Regions from separate parts of the Zea mays genome. Here regions 1, 2 and 3 are each linked to region 4. The links are chromatin contacts, called in public Hi-C maps. All regions are on one chromosome and are shown on one strand. Each heading gives the region's core, a stretch centred on a gene start, on an enhancer-like site or on the middle of the called end of the contact. The rest is flanking DNA. Distances are from core to core; before and after follow the strand shown.

Region 1 (5,040 bases), core at 1,705-4,204, 350 kb after region 4:
AGCTGGTAACCCCCATCAGCACAAAGCTGCAAAGGCCTGATGGGTACAATTAAGTCAAGGCTCGATCCACTCAAGGGACACGATCTCGCCTCGCCCGAGCCCAGCCTCGGGCAAGGGCAGCCGACCCCGGAGGATTCACGTCTCGCCCGAGGACCCCCTCAAGCAACGGACACACCTTCGGCTCGCCCGAGGCCCAGTCTTCGCCAAGAAGCAACCTTGGCCAAGTCACCACGCCGACCGACCGTATCGCAGGAGCATTTAATGCAAAGGTGGCCTGACACCTTATCCTGACGCGCGCCCTTCAGCTGACAGAGCCAAAGTGACCGCAGTCACTTCGCCGCTCCACTGACCGGCCTGACAAGAGGACAGCGCCGCCTGCGCCACTCCGACTGCTGTGCCACTCGACAGAGTGAGGCTGACAGCAGCCAAGTCCGGCCTCGGGCGCCATAGGAAACTCCGCCTCGCCCGACCCAGGGCTCGGACTTGGGCTCGGTCCCGGAAGACGACGAACTCCACCTCGCCCGACCCAGGGCTCGGACTCGGGCTCGGCCCCAGAAGACGACGAACTCCGCCTCGCCCGACCTAGGGCTCGGACTCGGGCTCGGCCCCGGAAGACGACGAACTCCGCCTCGCCCGACCTAGGGCTCGGACTCGGCCTCGGCCCCGGAAGACGACGAACTCTGCCTCGCCCGACCCAGGGCTCGGACTCGGCCTCGGCCCCAGAAGACGACGAACTCCGCCTCGCCCGACCAAGGGCTCGGACTCGACCCCGACCTCGGAAGACAGACTCGACCTCGACCTCGGAGGAGCCTCCGCCTCGCCCAACCCAGGGCTCGGACCGACCACGTCACAGGAGGCGCCATCATTACCCTACCCCAAGCTAACTCAGGCTACGGGGAACAAGACCGGCGTCCCATCAGGCTCGCCCCGATAAACAAGTAATGATGGCGTCCCGCATGCTCCATGACGACGGCGGCTCTCAGCCCCCTGACGGAAGCAAGGAGACGTCAGCAAGGACTCGACAGCCCCGACAGCTGTCCTTCCGCCAGGCTCCAGCGCTCCTTCGACGGCCACGACACCACACGAACAGGGTGCCAAAACCTCTCCGGCTGCCACGACGGCATATACTTAGGGCACTAGCTCCTCTCTGCTAGACACGTTAGCACACTGCTACGCCTCCCAATTGTACACCTGGACCCCCTCCTTACGCCTATAAAAGGAAGGTCCAGGGCCCTCTTACAGGAGGTTGGTCGCGCGGGGGAGGACGGGACGACGCTCGCGTAAGCCTCTCGCTCCCTCCCGCGTGGACGCTTGTAACCCCCTACTGCAAGCGCACCCGACCTGGGCGCGGGACAAACACGAAGGCCGCGGGTTTCCCCTTTTACGCCTGTCTCCCTCCGGCTTTCTTCCCCCCTTCGCGCTCCGTCTCGCGTCGACCCATCTGGGCTGGGGCACGCGGCGACAATTTACTCGTCGGTCCAGGGACCCCCCGGGGTCGAAACGCCGACATTTATGGAACTTAAATTTAATTTGACATTTGCATCGCATTTGAGATTATTTTACTATTACTTTTCTTTATTATTATTAAGGTTTGGTATTTACTTACACTTAGTAATTGCTAATAAAATTTTGACCAACTTATAAAAGCAATGCTCAGCTTCAGCCTCTATTTTGTTGATTAGCCTTACACTTCACATGAACTCCCACCTTTGGTGAGTTCATGCACATTATTCCTCACGACTTGTTGAGCTATGAACGTATGTGAGCTCACTCTTGCTGTCTCACACCCCCACAGGAGAAGAACAGGTGGTTCAGGAGGAGCCACAAGGCGAGGAGTTCGATTCGATCTAGGTGTCGTCTCCCAGTTGACTTTCTGGCGCCAAGGATGGATTTTAGATCCTGTTATATTATCTTCTATTTTGTAAGACTTCCGCTATGTAATAAATACTCTGATTATTGTGACATTTATCTCTATACAATCTGTTATTATATATGTTGTCTTCTTTGGCGCATGTATGAGATGCACCCGACTTTGTTCCTTAAAACCGGGTGTGATAAAAAATGAGCTCGACTCAGCTCGTTCGAGGCTCGCGAGCCGCTTCGAGCCGAGCCACTTCGAGCTCGAGCCGGCTCGCGAGCCTCAAGCTTATTTTCCAGCCCTAGTTTAAAGTACAAAAGAATGTTTTGTACAACATATAGAGAAATACTTAGGTGTTTGTTTCGGCCGAAACGACATTCTGGGCCTCATTCAAGGTGGACTGAATTAACCCGGCTTAAAATTCGGTCCATCTGCTAGAGCAGTTCGTTTTAGCTAGGCGAGAAATAAACCCATCTTTTTTAATTCCCTTCATTCAATGGTTGTCCTTGAACGAGTCCAGATGAGCTGCCTTCTAGATTGGTTCTTGATCTAAAAATGGGCTGGTGACTAATAGTGCGTTTGGTTGCAATGACAGGACGAGACGGGATGAGACAATCCCTCAAATAATGTTGTTTAGTTCAAGGTCAAAGGTTGGGATTAGTATTGTCCCCAATTGTCTCTCAAATTGGAGGGACAAGAGAAAACGCCAGGGGACATCCCTGTCCTAACTATCGCGCAATCAAACACACCCTAAAATTTGTGACAATATATGTTTCACTTAATCTTGGCCTCGTTTGTATGTCGGCCTACCAAACGAAGAACAAACAATAAGACTACTTCGGCAGACTTTCTATTTCAGTCTCTATCTCACTTCATATTTTAAATTGTAATCTTATAAATATGGTTTCATGTTTTAAACTGTAATCTTGTAAATATAGTAATATACCGTGCAAAACAATACTTTACACAGCCTATCGCACCGGAGATGGCGTAATGACCACCGCCAATCCGCCATTGCATCTAGCCAAAGCTGTCACGTGCTTATGGCCCACACTATCAATGGGTAGTTGGGTCCAGCAGAAGCAGTCCCTCTCTCGAGATCAGATCTGTGTGTGTGACCATTCGTGCCACAGACATCGCGGCCCTACCTTACCGTTGCCGGCCTGCCCTTCCCAGCCCGGCAGTCCACACCGTCCCCGTCCTCCCACTCCCCACTCGCAACCATTTCAAATCGCTCTCTCGACCCAACTGTACTCGCCGTCGTCAATTCATCATCCATCCCCATCCCCCCATCGACTCCCAGATCTCTATCCCCCTCTCCCTGTCCTCACTCTCTCGAGCGCGTTGTGGCGGATGTCCTCGTCGGCGCGTTTCGATCTCCGGGTAAACCCTACCCCCAGCCGGCTAGCCCCAGATCCGCCGTCCTCCCTTGGCCGCCTCTAACTTCCTCCTTCCAATGCAGGCCTCGTCGCATCAGTTGCAGCCGCCGCCGTCGCACGCCAGCATGAGGTGAGCGCCAATTTCCCTCTTGGGTTCGAGTTCGAGGGGGTTTGATTCTGATGTCAGTGGTTTGCGGCGTGGCTGCTTGTGCAGCAGCGACGGGGGCGCGTTCGCAAACGCGGAGAACCTGGAGCACTGCGCCCGGTACCTGAACCAGACGCTCGTCACCTTCGGATTCCCGGCATCTCTCGACCTCTTCGCCACCGATCCGGTCCTTCCTCTTCCCTCTCTCCCCCGGCTCGCAGCTGCTTCACGTTTATGTATTCATTTCGGTCGCGGGGGTTTGTTTGCTTATGATTTTCGGGGTTTAAGGGATTTATTCATCTTGTCGCCATTCCTTAAAAAACAAATTTTCGAGGCCAATTCGTCGATCGTTCTGTTATACTCGTACCTGCTTAATTTTTCCCCTCTCTACCTCTCTATTTACATCTTCCATTGTCTTTATCTGGGTTGCCATTTGCGTTTTGTCCGTGTTTTTTTTCCAGCAATCATTTTGTTATTTATCCAGTAGGAATGCTACTGTTATTGTTACCTTGTCCCTTATCAGATCTTCTGATATGTTGTCACTTGTTATTTTTTTAATTACATTCTGAATTTTGTGTTCTGCGCGCACTGGTAGTGCAGGGCAACTTCTTTTGAAATTTGGGGATCAATATATGCGGAGGGCTTTAAGGTTCCTCCATGTGCTTTTTTTAAAACTTACCACACCTTTTTTGGGTTCTGTTATGCAGGTCTCGATTGCAAGAACTTGTAACTGCATCTATGCGCTGCTGCAGCAGCGACAGAGGGACATTGAGTTCAGGGAGTCTACAAATGACCAGCGGCAGCGGTGCGTGCCATTTCTTCCCTTTCTATTTCATGTTGCAATCCCGATGTTCTTAGCCAGTGTCAATTTGTTAACTGTGAATTTTCACCTGATCTGGAAGGTAGCACTGATTAGTGACACACTCTTAGACATGTAGCTGCATCACTAAACTTAGTACTGGTTGGTAGTGATAGATGCTGGTTATGCTTCTCACATGACATTATTGTTGCCATTCATGTTTATTTTTTCACCTAGGGCATGATGATGATAGTTGATTGAATCACAATCACCTATCTGTATTAATTAGCAATAAGAGTATAAGTTAGAGGCTCATGTTATGAAACCTGAAATATGCCTGGTCCAAAAGAATTGCATGTTGAAGAATCTTGCCAAACTTCAGTGTCATAACCTCATAGGGTATAGACTTGTAAGGAGGAAAGCCCTGAGAAATTGAGGTAATTTTTTGTTGTCCACTCAGCTAAAGTGCTAAGTAATAATACATTTGATTAAATTATCCATTGCAGGTTCATCATATTTTGTACCCGATGTTCTTTTTCTTTTCCTACTGAGCCAACCCACTATTCTATCTCAGACATAGTGAAATGCGGCTTAACTATATTAATAATTTTGAGTTAATATAACATTATTGTTATTACTTTCTTTCAGTGTTTGTTGCTGGTTGAGTCTTGATTTTGCTTGCCTGTGAAGTTTAACTTTCAGAGTGCAATTCTTTGGCTCTACCTTTCGATCAAAAGTAGACCAGACAATTATGGAATACTGTTTTCCTTGACATCACGCAATCACTTTGTGCCATGAGCCAACCCTGTCACCACCAACAGGTAACATGGGCCAACCCTCCCACTTTGTGCCATGAGCC
Region 2 (4,774 bases), core at 1,496-3,995, 330 kb before region 4:
AGAAAGGGGGCCTTCTCGGCGTGGACCTTCACGAACCGTGTCTCCACGTGCTGTTTTGCCAGAGCCGACAAGTGCTTGTCCACGACCTGTTGCAGGTCAGGAGAGGGACATGGATACAATGAACGGATGATAAATGTATCGATAGGATTATAGAAAGACGACAACAAATACAGAACAAAGGAACATTAGCTTTAACATTGTACGACCCCAATAAAAAAAGAATTGAAAGTTCGAACAAAAAAAAACTACTTGAATCTTGCAAGAAATCCCAACCATTGCAATCTGCACCATTTGTTGTGAGGTTATGACCTTAAGGAGGGTGTCGTAGACCAGCTGCTATGCTTGATAATCCTTGCCTCCCTAGTGCTAGGATCATGGAACGGAGACGCAGGGTAAGGTACCGACTTTTGCTTGCCTTTCTTTATTCATCAAGGAATGCCCACTCCCCCATATACAGAACACAATGGGACATATCTTATGTCTCGATTCTAGATGTTAGTTGATGAGCTGGTCTTCATGCATTGGTTGTAGGCCTGTTCCCACATAACACCACTCCCCTAAGATCGAAATTACAGTGGATGGAAAGGACGGGAATAGATTGCATGTGGACTGAGATAGGTACAAGTGCATCCAAGACCTAAGTGTGTGTCCTAGTTGTTTCAGGTCTACAGAGTAAAGTAAAATATTTGATAGTTGAGGCCTGTCAATTAGACTATTTCATAGTTAATGTAAATTAAAAGTTCAAGGGATGTAAAATGTAAATTTTCCTTAAAAAATACAAAAGCAGCACTTCGTATCTTTGTTTTGGAGGAGAATTTAGGATTGACTTATGGCCTCATACTCTACTGCTAGGTACCCATCATAAGAGTTAACCACCTGACAATCTAAGCATGTGGCTCTAGCATGCTCGTCAATGTTTTTTATGGCCCCTTTGCCCCACACAAAGATGTGTGCAAACTTTTCGATTATGTTGCCTTGGAAATATCAACCAATTCAGAAAAAAATGTTAAACAAAGTAAGAGCCTGAGAGGTGCCAGCAGCAACCAATAAGAACACAGGCAAGGTCCGCATATTCACTCAAATGAGTTAGTTAGGGGAAAACGAAAGCACGAATAGCATGTCAATGGCTGGGAAATCAGCACTCCATTTGGTAGTGGAACATCAGCCACAAACTGCATTGCTGTGGTACCCTAGTCTTTTGGCAATGTTACTTAAGTAGTGCCATACTGGCATGGTGCAGATTGCAGAATGAGGCAGGAGATCGAAGAACAACAATATGATCTATATTGTTAAATCTTCACAGATCACTTTTCTGGTATTTAGAGGGAAATAACGAGATTTTTAACAAATAAACCAACATATATCAATACATGTACAAGAAAGCATCCAATGTGGCAGTAAGTGAAGTTGACCAACAAAATGGGATGTACGAACCTCTCCCGGACAAGATCAGGCCTATTCGTGTAAGTAAATGTGGAAATAGGAAAGCAATATCCAAATACTCCCAGAGCAAGTATGGTGTGGTTCTCTAGGGTATCCCATGTATGATTGTGCAAAAATAAAATAACTACTGTACTATTTTTAAGTTGACAGTGCCCACCTCCCCCCTCCCCCCCCCCCCCCCCACAACCCAAACCAAAACAAGGAAAAAACTGAGTCTCTGCTTTTGCCACTGAACTGAGTGAAAACATAATGATGAAATGTATATGAACTGGAAAGGAATGTGCCTAGGTTCCATTCTGGAGCAATCTAAGTGGAGTGTCAACATAACGAGGACAATAGAAAATTAAAACGTCAAAACTAGTCTATAGAGCTATATCAATGGGGCGCTGGCACTAAATCTTGCAGATACAACATAAATTTTAGCAGTCCAACGCATGCTGAGAAAAGGTAAGATACTAGGACCAGTATGAAAAGATATTATCTTGATAAAAAAAGAGTACGATTGTACGAAACACCATTCATAACAAAAGGCCAATTTACCACAAGATGTGCATCTAACTGCGACGAAGGGCAGATCCGATGCAGTGGTGACAGCATTCTCACTAAATCTCCACATTTGCTGGTTCCAAACAGACTCTCAACATTTGCCGAAAGGCTTGCCTTGGTCAACCAAGGTCTGCCCTTTTTATCTGCATCTAACTGCGCCAATCATACCACAACAGTGAGAATGAGAGAGAAGCGGCACCTTGCAGGGCCAGTTGTCGCGGTAGAAGTGGCAGACGAGCCGCTCGCTAGCCTTGGCGATGGAGAAGAACTCCTTCTCGGGGACCTCGGTGTACTCCCCGTGCCCCAGCGCACGCCACTTGGCGCGGCGCTCGGCGGCGCGGCGCATCTGCTGGATCCGGCGCTCGCGGAGCGCCTCGATGTCGTCCGGATCGAGGCGATCGAGCGCGGCGATCTCCTCATCGAGCTTGTCCTCCACCGCCTTCGCGGCAGACAGCACTTGCTTCTCCAAAATCTGCAGCCACCAAAAGCAGCACGCATCCCCCGCTCAGAGAGAGCAAGCACAGAGAGGGGCGGGTTGAGAAGAGGTGGGCGGATGGCTACCTGGCTGACGACTTCGTCCATGGCAGCAGCGGCGACGGGTAGAGGGAGGGAAGGAGCGGCACTGCGGCAGGCTGATCGGGATGGGAAGCGGAGGCCGGAAAGTGGAGAGGACCGGGGAAGGGCAAAGGTATAGATGGGCCATAGCTGCTGGACGGCCCGAAAAAGGTCCAGCGCTACCCCGATCAAGCCCAGTTCATCGTGTCTTTACCGGCAATGATCTATAAACCGGATATATGAGCCTGTTTGTTTCAGGTTTTATGTGGCGGGCTTCTATGATAATTTGGTTGTACGAACAATCTAAGTACTATAGAATTTAGGATCTAGAAAGTAATGGATTTTACTATTACGAGACTTGGTCGATTATGTGTTCATGTTGATTTTGGACAGTTTAGATTTCAGCGATTCTTATAGAAGCAGACTAAAATTTGGGCGTTTGGCAGTCCACAGTAGCTTCCAGTGGCCAGAATCAGCAAAAAAAAGCTGAAACAAACAGATTCAATCCTTAGGGTAAGGGGTGTTTGAATGCACTAGATCTAATATTTCATTTCCTTTATCGGTTTTGGTGCTTGATGACTATCACAACCATTCAGACTAACTAGTTTGCCTAGTCTTTGATTCACATGTTCACAAGTTCAACCGTTTAAGTTTCTAAGTCACAATCAGCTCAGATCCAACCAAATAGGGATAAAACATGGAATAGATAAAGTACCAATAGTTCTATGCTTTGGATAAGTTCTAAATAACCCTAGGAACCTATTTGGTACATCTAGAGAGGTTGGAAAGCTTGAAATCAACATCTCTATGTTTGGAGCTAGTTTGAGCAAAAGAAGGAATATGATTTACAGAATTAAAATTTCCAATATCCATGACTTAGACTAGTTGGAAAGTCACTAGATATATTTGTCTAAGTCATAGGATCTCTCTCAAAGTTCAGCCAAAGCAACTTGGAGAAGATAGTTTAAAGATCAACGACAAGTCCGGAACACAAGTTCTGAAATCGCCAAGTGCGGACCGTCCGAGCCCCTAATGTGGATTGTCTGGAATAACATAGATTATTCCAGACAGGAGCTCTTTTTTGAAAATTCACATGTGCTCGGACCGTCTGGTCCCTTCTCGTGGACCGTCTGGTTATAAACCGCGGATCGTCCGACTATAATTCACGGACAGTCCTCATGTGTTGATTTGCTTCAGCCCGAAGGTGACAAGTTGAGCAAAAGGATCTTTAGAGCTAGCGCGGATCGTCCGAGACTAAGGGAAGATCGTTCATGTGTCGTCACTGAGGGCAGACAACCGTTGATCTAGCCGTTGGGTTGTCAGACATAACCGTTGTAATGTCAGATTCGGTCGTTGGAGGGTCGCAGACCGTCCGCTAGTGCAGATTTTAGCAGATGAGCCATAACGGCTACATGGTTGGTTGAGGGCTATAAAAGCCACCCCAACCAGCCCATTTAGGGGATTCTTTGATCTATATCATACACAAGAGTTGGGAATTCATTTAAATGTACTAGAACAACACTTTTATACACATCAAAGCCTAACAAGTGTCACAAAAGAGAGATCAAGCAAGAAAGAGCTACTCATGTGTGTTTAGCGATAGTGCCTTGTGAGAATCATTAAGATAAAGTGTGTGCTACCTCTTGTGTTCATTTGAACGTGGACTATTGACTCAAATTCATTGTAAAGCTAGCAAGAGCCCCTTATCTTTGTGGTTGGCCTTGCAGAGACTTCAGTCTTTTGTTGACAATAAAGAAGGAACACTCGTTGGTCTTGGTGACCGTTGGGGAGAGGGTGAGAGCACCTAGATGGGGGGTGAATAGGTAATCCTGTAAAAATCAAGTCTAAACAACACAAACTTGGTTTACAATAGATGTTAGTGGGATTAAAACCAAGGTGATATGAATAGATAGAAGAGAACTCTTCACTTCATTGTTCCTTTAGGATATGTATTGAACTTAGGAACAATAGCGTAAGTGAACAAGTGAGAACTCTATGGAAGAAAGCAATCACAATAGAAAGATGCACAAGTGACACGGTGATTTTATCCCGTGGTTCGACCAATGTCTACTCCACGTTGTGGTGACCTCCTTCGGTCAAGGATTGCACTCAATCCCTCTCAAGTGATCCAAAGATCAAACTTGAGTACCCCAGTTTTCTTCCTCTCAAGTGTTCCCTTTGTGAGGAATCTCCACAATTTGGAGTCTCTCACCCTTACACAATTGATCAC
Region 3 (5,093 bases), core at 1,538-4,037, 420 kb after region 4:
TTCTCGATCAGATCGTCCACGGGGATGGAGGCGATGGATTCATCTTTGCTCTGCCCGAGCAGCGCCGAGGAGGGGTACATGTTGGTGCCCATCCCCAGCCTCCTGCCCGTCTCCTTGGCAATGGCGAGCTGGTCACCTGCAGGTTTCATTCAGTTCACGCAGTCTCACTCAGCCACCCCCAAAACTGCATCTACTCTCAAGTACTCTTTCAAACTGATCTTAGCTTGCAGTGATAGACATGAACAAGAAGCTGGTACCGGTGATCATCTTGACATTGACGCCCAGGTTGAGCGCCTTCCTGATGGTTTCCGCACTGTCGTGCCTCGGCGGGTCGAAAAGGGGCAGCAGGGCGACGAACTGCCATGGGCCGCCGGGGCTGTCCTTAGACTTCTCCGGCACTTCCTGTAACAATGCAAGAAGAATATGATGGTATGTTTATACATTCAGAAGAAATTTTTCAAAGAACATATATATGTTCAAGACCAATGAACGAGAAAGAATAACACCTGTGTGGCGACGGCGAGAGACCTTAGGCCGCGCTCAGCGTACTTGTGGATGATGGCGTGCACCTTGTTCACGACATCCTCCTTGCAGTTGCATAGGGTCATGATCTGCTCGGGAGCACCCTTGCTGACACGGTGCCAGCTACCGTCGGCGAGGCTGACGTAGGTGAGGGCCGTGCGCTTGTCGACGGGATTGAAGGGGAGGAAATGCACCTCCTTGATGCCTTCCCTAGCTTCCTTGGGGTCGCCGAGCATGCCGACCATGGCAGCGTCGATGGCGTCCTGGTTCTCGACCCTGGAGGCCCTGGCCGCGAGGAGGATGACCCCGTTGGCGTCGACCCCCTTGGCGAAGATCTCGATGAGGCCCCTGTCGACGCTGAGCTTGTTGACGGTGAGCGTGCCCGTCTTGTCGCTGCAGAGCACGGTCATGCCGGCCATCTCCTCGATGGCCGTCATGCGCTTGGTGATGGCGCCCTGCGTGGCGAGGCGGTGCGAGCCGATGGCCATGGTGACGGAGAGCACGGTGGGCATGGCGATGGGGATGCCGCCGATGAGGAGCACGAGGAGGTTGTCGATGCCGTCGCGGTACGCGCGGTGCTGGATGGCGTACATGACGAGGACCTCGACGGCGATGCCGATGGCGATGGTGGCGATGCAGAAGTTGCCGATGGCCTTGAGCACCTTCTGGAAGTGACCCGTCTGGTTGGTGCTGTCCACGAGGTGCGCCGCCTTGCCGAAGAAGGTGTGCACGCCGGTGGCGATGACGACGGCCTCGAGCTCCCCCTGCTTGCAGGTGGAGCCCGAGTAGATGCTGTCGCCGGGGCCCTTGGTCACGGGCAGCGACTCGCCGGTGAGCGCCGACTGGTCGATCTTGAGCGGGTCGCCCTCGAGCAGGCGGGCGTCGGCGGGGACGATGTCGCCCAGCTTGACGCTGATGATGTCCCCCGGGGCCAGCACCGCCGCGTCCTGCTCGCTCCAGCGCCCGTCGCGCAGCACCTTGGCCTTGGGCGCCAGGTTGGCCATCAGCGCCTCTGCCGCGCTCCCGGCGTTGCTCTCCTCCCAGTAGGAGATGGACGAGTTGAGGAGCAGCAGGAACACGATCCCCACGAAGTCCTGCCAGTCCGGCGGCTTGCCGCCCCCGTTGGCGAGCGCGATCGCCATGATCGCCGCCGCCTCCATGACCCACGACAGCGGGTTCCACATGAACCCCAGGAACTTTAGGAACTTGCTCTCCTGCATTGCATTGCGTTGCGTGCGCGCGCCAAGAAAAGGTCAAGCGCATGGTCCGCCATTGTTACATAATACATACACATACACATGAGCAGAAATTAAAAGAATGGTGGAGCAACCACCTTCTTCTCCTCGAGCTTGTTGGGCCCAAAGACGGCGAGGCGCGCCTCCGCCTCCTCCGAGGACAGGCCCAGCTTGCTGCATTTGAGACTCTGGAAGACCTCCTCCACGGGGATGTTCTCCTGCCATGCGTAGCAAACACAGAGTACGAGACAGCATGAAAAACTAAAAAAATATATCCAAGTCCCTGGAACAGCGACGTCTGTCTAGAAAAATTATTATTACGGATTAGCAGCGGATCGGAGCAGCATCAGCAGTGATTAATGCGACCAGCCCCAAAAAGTGCGGTGGTTGGAGATCACAGGGAGAGGCAAAAAAGCGAGAGAAAAAAAAATACGCAAACCGCAAGCTTGTAACCCGTGAATCAAGCAACGGTACACAAAACAAAGCAGCGTCTGAGGCAACTTTATCACATGAGTGAAAGATGATCACTAATCAACGGTTTACACTCGTATCAGCGGCGCTGAGCTGGGTGAAGACTGGAGGCCAGGTATATGTTCTTTCCCCTCCAAAAAACGAAGCAAAAAAAACACACACACACACACACAAATACAGATCATTAGCAAGGGATCATAAGTGAGACGTACTTGTTCGTAGAATTTTATTCTTTCCGAGAAAAAAAGAAAAGCGGTTTTTGGTTATTAACAATGCTCGTCATCTAATTATCCACGGAAAGAGCACGTAGATTTTGTAAAATTAACAGAGTAAACGGACAAAGTATATATCTTAGCTAGCTTTGAGGCAGAGGTAGTAGAGTGGAGGTTGGGACGAGAAGAAGACATGGCAATAATACTGCAAATTAGAGAGCTTGAAGAAGCATGTGTGTTGCTCGTACCAGATCGATTGCCTCATTCTTGATCTCCTCGAGGCCCGCCATACCGGCCGTTGGCAGCCGCGGCCGACGCAGCTGCCGCCGGAAGGAGAGGGACGAAACGGAAGGGAGCAGCTCCGGCGCGGCCCGGTGAGATGTGGTAGTAGGAACTTAAGCGAGGCCCGACCCAGGCAGGCAGGCAGCTTTTTATATGTCGGGGCGCGGTGGGGCCAAGCCTCAACGACATCCTATATTTTTGTTTCCTTTTGTTATTTATATATTGGAATTATATTTGTTAACAAATCGCGGCGATAACCACCGTACGTGCATATCACGTATATTTGTTACACTAACGGAGCCGAGAAACTAGGAGGTTGTGGCGCGAGTCTCGCCGACACCGGCGAACCCAACTTAAAGAGTGTTTGAATGTATTAGAACTAATACTTAGGCCCTGTTTGGAAGAGCTTCACTTCAAGAATTTCAATTTTGTTCGAACTTCTTCAACCCAAACAGGTCCAGCTCCACGAGCTTTAGTTTTTAAAAAAAATCGAAACTAGAGGCCCGTTTCATGAAATTGATGAAGCTCCTTAGAGGGTGTTTCAAAAACACTGTTTTTATATCTCCTCATGAAGCTGTACGAAAATTACCCACCATGCCACTGGTTACGCAACATACAACTTCCGTTCTCTCTGGTGACAACACACTAATCATCAAGGATAATTAAGGAAATCCGCACAAATCAATTGTACTATATAAATTGGAGTCCATATACAAACCAAACGCTCCTAGAACTCACATTAATAATTTGATGGAGTTGTTTTATAGTAAAACTGGAAAACCAAAGCTAAAACTTTTGAAGCAAAGCTCTCTCAAACAGGCCCTTAGTTAGCTAAAAATTGTTAGTAGAATTAGCTAGCTAACAAATAACTATATAACTATTAACTAATTTACCAAAAATAGCTAATAGCTGAACTATTAGCTAATTTTAGCTATTAACTATTAGTTTTAGTTGATTCAAACACTAAAAGTTTAAAGTCCTTCCTATTTTTTCTTGCATGTATTAGGTAAAATGTAGAAGGAGGAACACGCACGCTCACTCGACTCATCGGATGGGCAAAAGACGTGGGCACGCAACATGAGCGTAAATGGTCCGCTAAATTCGGAGTCTAAAGTTTTACACGTCGGTGGCTTCCTTTGCAGTTTTATTTTACCGCTTATTCCAAAATCTTTATTTGATAAGTTTATTCCGGAAACCTTATCAGGTGTAAATCGGATCAACTGGTCTTTATCTGGTACGATCCTTATCTAATATGGATTTGTGCATCTCTACCGGTTACTATTTTTATAGAACTGAATGTGGTATTCTCCTATAAATACCTACCTACGGGCGCTACCATCAAAAACACCAGCAACCAATGCATCTAACCTCGTCTCTTCCTACCTACTACGCTGTCGTGTACGCTACTTCATCCCTATCATTGGAACGTCGACGTCGTCTGCTCTATGCTCTCGTCAGCAAGAAACATACAACTATCTCCTTCTCTTCATGTTTTTCATACTGTTCTATCCAATATCTTTAGACATGGTTCTACTAGATCAAGTGTTGGGACTTGCTCTCCTGGGCAAGTAGATCCAACGAGAAAATGGAGAGAGTGTTTGCAAAGTTCAACGGGGAATGACAATAGCTCTGTTAATCTGCCCTCTCACGGGCACTGTACGAGGGTATTTATAGGTACTCGAGCGGCCACCCGTCCCTTGCCAAAGACGTTCCTGCCCTTGAGTACCCGGTTTATCCCCAGAATATTCCCACAAGTGGAGGTTACAGACTGTCATTACGGAAAAGGCTATTACAGACGCGGCCTGTAATACACTTATCCGCGTGGGGCCGTCACAGTGGGCCGAATCCCACCTGGGCCTCCCGACCGCGGTAAGGGCGCGGGACTAGTATACTTCGACAGATCCTTCGTCTTGCCATGGAGAGGACGAAGGGGGACCGCGCCGGTCTTCATCCGATCGGCGCCTCCGGCTTGCTCGGGCGCGTTTTGTGGATGTGGTCTTCGTTAGTGCGGCGGGACGACGAAGGCATCAGCGAAGGGTAGCGTGTTCGCCTTCTCCCCAACATCAAGTTTTAATCTTAATTGGCATGATGCACATATTTAGATATATGTTCGCTTTTTGTACACGTTTGTTTTCACGGTCATGATTTATTTTCTGATTAAATTAAAATCAAATGTTCTAACAATTCAGAAACTTTATTCTAGGAACTATGGTTTTATGGCTGAATTTGTCGATGCTCGGAGGCTTGAGAGATTCTCTTAGCACTTTAAAAAATGGCAAACGAAAATGATACTATGGCTCTCTACCATGCATGTCCTTTGGGTATCCAACGGTAAACCTGAGGGTAATCTTACCTAAAGTAGAAAAACGCT
Region 4 (4,979 bases), core at 2,355-4,854:
GTCCCATACAGTAACCAGTTCATTTGATAATGATACTGGGGCCGGTGTATAAAAATTTGCTCCAGATTCCTGCATGGACAAGTAACACTCAGCATTTCTCTGGTGAAGATAAAATTACACTTTCTATAACTTGCAAGCAGGAGAAGTCATGTTCAGATAAATATTATATGACTCAACAACATCAAAATGTGAATTCCTCCAAGTATGAAAGTAGCAGAAGACCATTGACCATTCTTAATACACAATGATCACCTTGTGCACCAAAACAAAGCGAGATCAATTTTACAGGTAAAAGAATCATGTAGCTGCATAGTGAGTTATAGGAAAAAAATAGCTCAGTGCCATAACATATATGTATAACAAGGTCAGTAATGTTAACCTGGAAGACAATTCTATGTTCGAAACTGCACAATTCAACAACCAGACTAGGGTACAAATTGGCCTTCCTCTCACACTCTTTTTCCATAGCTTTGTCCATAGCACTGAAGGCAAGACGATCAAGCCAATCAACATGTTGTATCTGCCCTCTCTCATACTTGTTAACAAGCCTTTCCAAACGTTCTATCTCACCCCTCTCATTCCTAGGAACCTATAAGTTACATAGAAAAAAGGTAAGTCCACCTTGAAGTAATAAGTAAAAACGAAGTGAGAGATTAGCTGGGAGAGGACTAAAACAGATGAATCCTGAGTTCAAGAAAAGTAGATCTGAGTGTTACCTTGCCAGGAGTTGTGGTGGGGACTCCTCCATCTGCCTCCTTTGTGGGCCACAGCCGCAGCTTCTGTCTTCCTGTTTTAAGCTGCCTTTTGCTGTTAAAAAGAAATATGGTGGCTCCACCGACAACCTCAGGGTTCTCACCAGATGAGACATCCCACACCTACATCAGAGATTAAAAAACATAGGAAGCTAAAACACAAGGAAAACCATACAGGTGAGCACTCCATAAATCATGCTGGACACCAATGATCTTATGAACTGAATTTATTAACATCATAAACCACAATACTCATTGGGCATAGCAAAGTTACTTCCCTAATATAATGTGTTATCACTACCATCAAGGTATAATCAGGTCATTAAATTTGATTCACCATTAAGGTGATCTCCAATAAAATTGATAGAAAAAACATCCTATTTGTTTATTCAGGGTGCATGTGGAAATAAATCAATGCCTCCACTTAAATGAGAAGCTAAACTTTCTACCATAAAAAGAGCTACACAACATGTTGAGCATGAACCATCTAATGACATATTTTTATCAGATTAAACATATGTGCTCAACTTTTTGAACCATCATACTCACACGGAACCCCTCCACATGCCTGCTAAAAAAATATCAACCTTGATACCCACAAAGATACAATTTCTTTCGTTAAGAACTACTCTGCAGGGATGTTTTCACCTAGCTCTTGTAACCTTTTTATTTTTAATGAAATGACATACAGCTCTCATGCATAGTTTGAGGGAAAAAAACAACTGATGTGTGGTGTACATTGTACAAATCCAAGAAATATACCGTAAATGCAAGCTGCGAGAGGGATGTTAGGTCCCTGTATTTGGTACTTAATGTTATGAGCTCATTCCAACAGTATTTCGGTCCAGAAGGTTCCAACCTAGCGTGAGAAAAAATGTGCATTGAAATTCCAAGAAACAGAACTGGTGAGTGCAGTCAATTGGTTTAAATAATTATAGAATATATAAAAATAAAAATATGTACCTTGTTTTTACAGGCAACCCAAATTGGATCCCATCGATGTATAGCTTGCACTCAACAAAGAGCTCTGGGACTTTTTGGTCGGTCAACAAGATATGTTCTGGAAACAGGAAATTTTGACGATTGTGAAATATATATGTGTATTTGTGTGTGTAAGACAAAGACGAACAACATATTAATCATTTTAATTATGGTGATGCATACTAGCGAACTCAAGAAAGTTTTTTTACAGCAGTATAGAACAAAGAAATAAAAAATTTTGCTTCTCCTATGGGATAAAATGCTGACCGGTATTCTCAAATAAGCATGAAAGCTGTGTACCATTGCATTGAGAAGAAAACAGGTAGTGTGGAGGATTGAGATGCATTAAGGAGAAGAAAACAGGTAGTGTGGAGGAACGAAGATAAACATTGAATTAAGGCATGTTTGGATCAGCTAGAGCTAGTTATTAGCTGAGACTAAAAATTTGGCCAAATTAGCCAGCTAACAATTAGTTGGAGGCTAGGCTAAATAATAACCCACTTATTAGCCCCTGTTTGGATGGCTAGAGCTAATTTTGGCTAATTTTTAGCTAGCTAAGAGCAACTCCAAAAGGATGTTAAAAATTTTACCCCAAAAATTGATTATTAAGAGCATGCTAAAAAATATTAAGAGTGAATTATGATGGGTACTCCAACAGTTCCTTTAAATGTGACATGTGGCACAATCTGTACAGTCGTCGAGATGCTGTGGATGATCCGATGCGTTGAGGAATGGATTGGGGAGGGATGGAACACACCAAAATATGAGGGAGAGGAGGCTATGGATGCGGGACGCTAATTTTTTGGGGGAAGAATGAGGGAGCTGTTGGAGTAAGAAAAACCACTATTCTTGACTAATATCTGTTTTGGGGTTAGTTTACACGTTCATTTGGAGTTGCTCTAACAATTAGCCCTTGGTATCCAAATAAGCACTTAGAACCGAAAAGAGATCAGCGCAGTGTAATAACAGTACAAACAGTTAAATCCTGTGATGGTAGCAGTTACAAATCTGCAAATGAGAATATAGGAATATTGGATTCAGATCGCTGTTGGGGGCGAATTTGTTGAGTGAAAAGCATTGGAAAACGATGAGTTTTTGTAGCCGGTGGTAGCACGGCGAGCACATCAGGGCCGAATTGGCAAGCAAATTGAGGTGGAGAAGAGAGATAGTAGTGACGTACCTGCGTGGAGAACACGGAAGGCAAGCGGGTGGCTGATGTCGCAGGACAAGAAGAAACGGAACTCGTTGCCGCCGCCGACCATCTTTTGGTGATGAAGAACTGAGATGTCGCGGGAGAGGAACTGGGGAAAGAGTGACCGTATCAACAACGCTCAAAAGTCAAAACGTCTGCGGTCGCTTGCTATGAACGGCCTGGGAAGGAAGAGAACGGTGAGGAGAAGCGGCGGCGGGCGGAGGCGGGTGGGGCGATTGCAGCAGGGGGCGACGAGTGGAGGGCTTGGGGTTTGCTGATCCTCTTATTCTCCCTCCTTTTCTGCGTGTGCAGGCGGCGGTTGAGACGAGGAGGAGAGAGGCGGCGGCGGCGAAGCGTGCCGGCGAGGAGACGGCGGTTGCGTGACTCCCGCGGCGAGGATTCGCTGGGTGTGGATGAAGCACCTCGACCCGAACCCTCCGACTTTTTTCTGTTATAATATTGATTTTGTGGGGTTTCTCTCGTTTGGTACTCTCAATTTAATCTTCTATTTATAAATTAATTTATCCTTAAAAATAGTACTCTAACCTTTTCTAATCATTTTGTTTTTTATTTCTCACTATTGACTGTATTGCATCTATCTATTTTCTTCTCTCCTTGCTCCCCAATCGTCGGCTCGACTCCTCTCTTTTCTCGCATAAAGCATCACACCGACAGCAAAAAAAACATTGCAGCAGCACACTGACGCTGCTAGATGGTGATCGTGCGGCCAACGGTTACCCCTTGCTACAGTCTGAACAACCAACCAGACAAAAGATAGCAGTGTTGCTCATCATCTTGCACTACTGCATCTTTGCCTCGATTATTTGTGTTTCTGTTATTTATATACCTGCGAGAGTAACGATAGGGTCAACTTATGTGCTGAGAAATAAAAAAGAAAATAAAAATGTTTAAAAAGGGGTTAGAATACTATTTTGAAGGATGAATCAACTTGTAGATACTATTATAGAGGACTAAGATGAGAGTACTAAGAGAGAAGCCTATTAAAATCAGTACTATAATAGTAAATAACTCGAACCCTCCTCCCTGGTCCAACCACTTGTTTTAGCAGTCCACCCGTTAAACTTGCCCACGTGGATGATAGAGCCTAGTCCGTTTAGCCCGAAGAAACATGCGACACAGCCGATGGACTGCAATGGTGTCAGGCTGGCTGCCGGCGGGCGACGAGCCGACGATCTGCAGACTACAGGGCACCGGCGATGGGAATGCAACGGTGGTGGGTGGCGGTGGTGGGCTAGTGGCTGGCGTACAACCGGAGAGGCGGTGCCGCGGCAGACACGGGCGCACAGCCGCACGCGCACGCCCAGTCGCCTACTCCGCTCGCCGGCGGTCGGCCTCGCCCACACGGCCGCCACGGGGAGGGGACTCAGGGGAGCGGACGAGCAGTGGGGTCGTCAGAGCTGGATTGGTGTAACGACTCCGATCAACTCAGAACACGACAGAATGGCGACGAGCAGCGCTCCTGGTGCACCACCTCTTGTGAAGTAACTTGGAACTAGAAATCCATACAAAGCTTTGTTCCGCCTATCTATTGGCGGAGCTAGGATCTCCTCAGATGTAGGGCTTAATATAACATTAACTTTTTTACAGGCTGAAAAATTTAAATCACGCAATACATAGATAGTGGCACATATGAACTATATTTGAACATAATAATTATAATTTAACATAAAATTAACTTAGACAAGTGGTTATCTAATTAAAAATATAGATCTTCATCTTAATGATCCATTCATTGATTGTTTGGGTTGCTTTTGTCAACAACCGAAAGACTTCCTAAAATTGAATGATATTATGTTATTATATACATTATCAAATAAAATGATCTAAAAAGTATCGAAAGTATAGGATTGTAAAAACTAAATATAGCACTCTTCATATTGTATAGGTATATTGTATAGGTGTAGGCAAGATATATATATATATATATATATGATACGTGTTAGATAAATTTGGCAAAATAAATTAAACGAATTTTGCCAAAACATTGACATATTATCTAAGATGAGTCCTAGCATCACTAGTTCTCTCATATG

What was found. Hi-C and Micro-C count contacts between places; a contact is called where the count stands out from the background.
Region 1: a Hi-C map of tassel shows a contact between it and region 4, with 2.9 times the contacts expected there. The contact joins the promoter of LOC100276431 here to the promoter of LOC103653397 in region 4. A contact is called at or near these places in 5 of 25 Hi-C or Micro-C datasets (ear, endosperm, leaf and 1 more).
Region 2: a Hi-C map of leaf shows a contact between it and region 4, with 9 times the contacts expected there. The contact joins the promoter of LOC100272276 here to the promoter of LOC103653397 in region 4. A contact is called at or near these places in 6 of 25 Hi-C or Micro-C datasets (bundle sheath, ear, endosperm and 2 more).
Region 3: a contact with region 4 is called in a Hi-C map of ear, with 2.1 times the contacts expected there. The contact joins the promoter of LOC100383137 here to the promoter of LOC103653397 in region 4. A contact is called at or near these places in 4 of 25 Hi-C or Micro-C datasets (ear, endosperm, root tip and 1 more).

Annotation. Positions count from the first base shown.
Region 1 is chr4:74,182,305-74,187,344 of Zm-B73-REFERENCE-NAM-5.0, reverse strand. LOC100276431 reads left to right here and starts at 2,954. Exons shown (of 15, transcript NM_001312878.1): 1 at 2,954-3,241; 2 at 3,321-3,367; 3 at 3,455-3,569; 4 at 4,090-4,187. The coding sequence starts at 3,212.
Region 2 is chr4:74,868,624-74,873,397 of Zm-B73-REFERENCE-NAM-5.0, reverse strand. It overlaps LOC100272276, which reads right to left and starts at 2,745. Exons shown (of 4, transcript XM_020552559.3): 1 at 2,551-2,745; 2 at 2,189-2,461; 3 at 1-86. The coding sequence starts at 2,571.
Region 3 is chr4:74,112,044-74,117,136 of Zm-B73-REFERENCE-NAM-5.0, reverse strand. LOC100383137 reads right to left here and starts at 2,787. Exons shown (of 11, transcript NM_001175803.1): 1 at 2,689-2,787; 2 at 1,856-1,975; 3 at 507-1,736; 4 at 258-402; 5 at 1-136. The coding sequence starts at 2,730.
Region 4 is chr4:74,537,514-74,542,492 of Zm-B73-REFERENCE-NAM-5.0, reverse strand. LOC103653397 (phosphatidylinositol 3-kinase, root isoform) reads right to left here and starts at 3,604. Exons shown (of 18, transcript XM_008680312.3): 1 at 2,914-3,604; 2 at 1,716-1,812; 3 at 1,515-1,611; 4 at 717-875; 5 at 380-589; 6 at 1-69. The coding sequence starts at 2,995.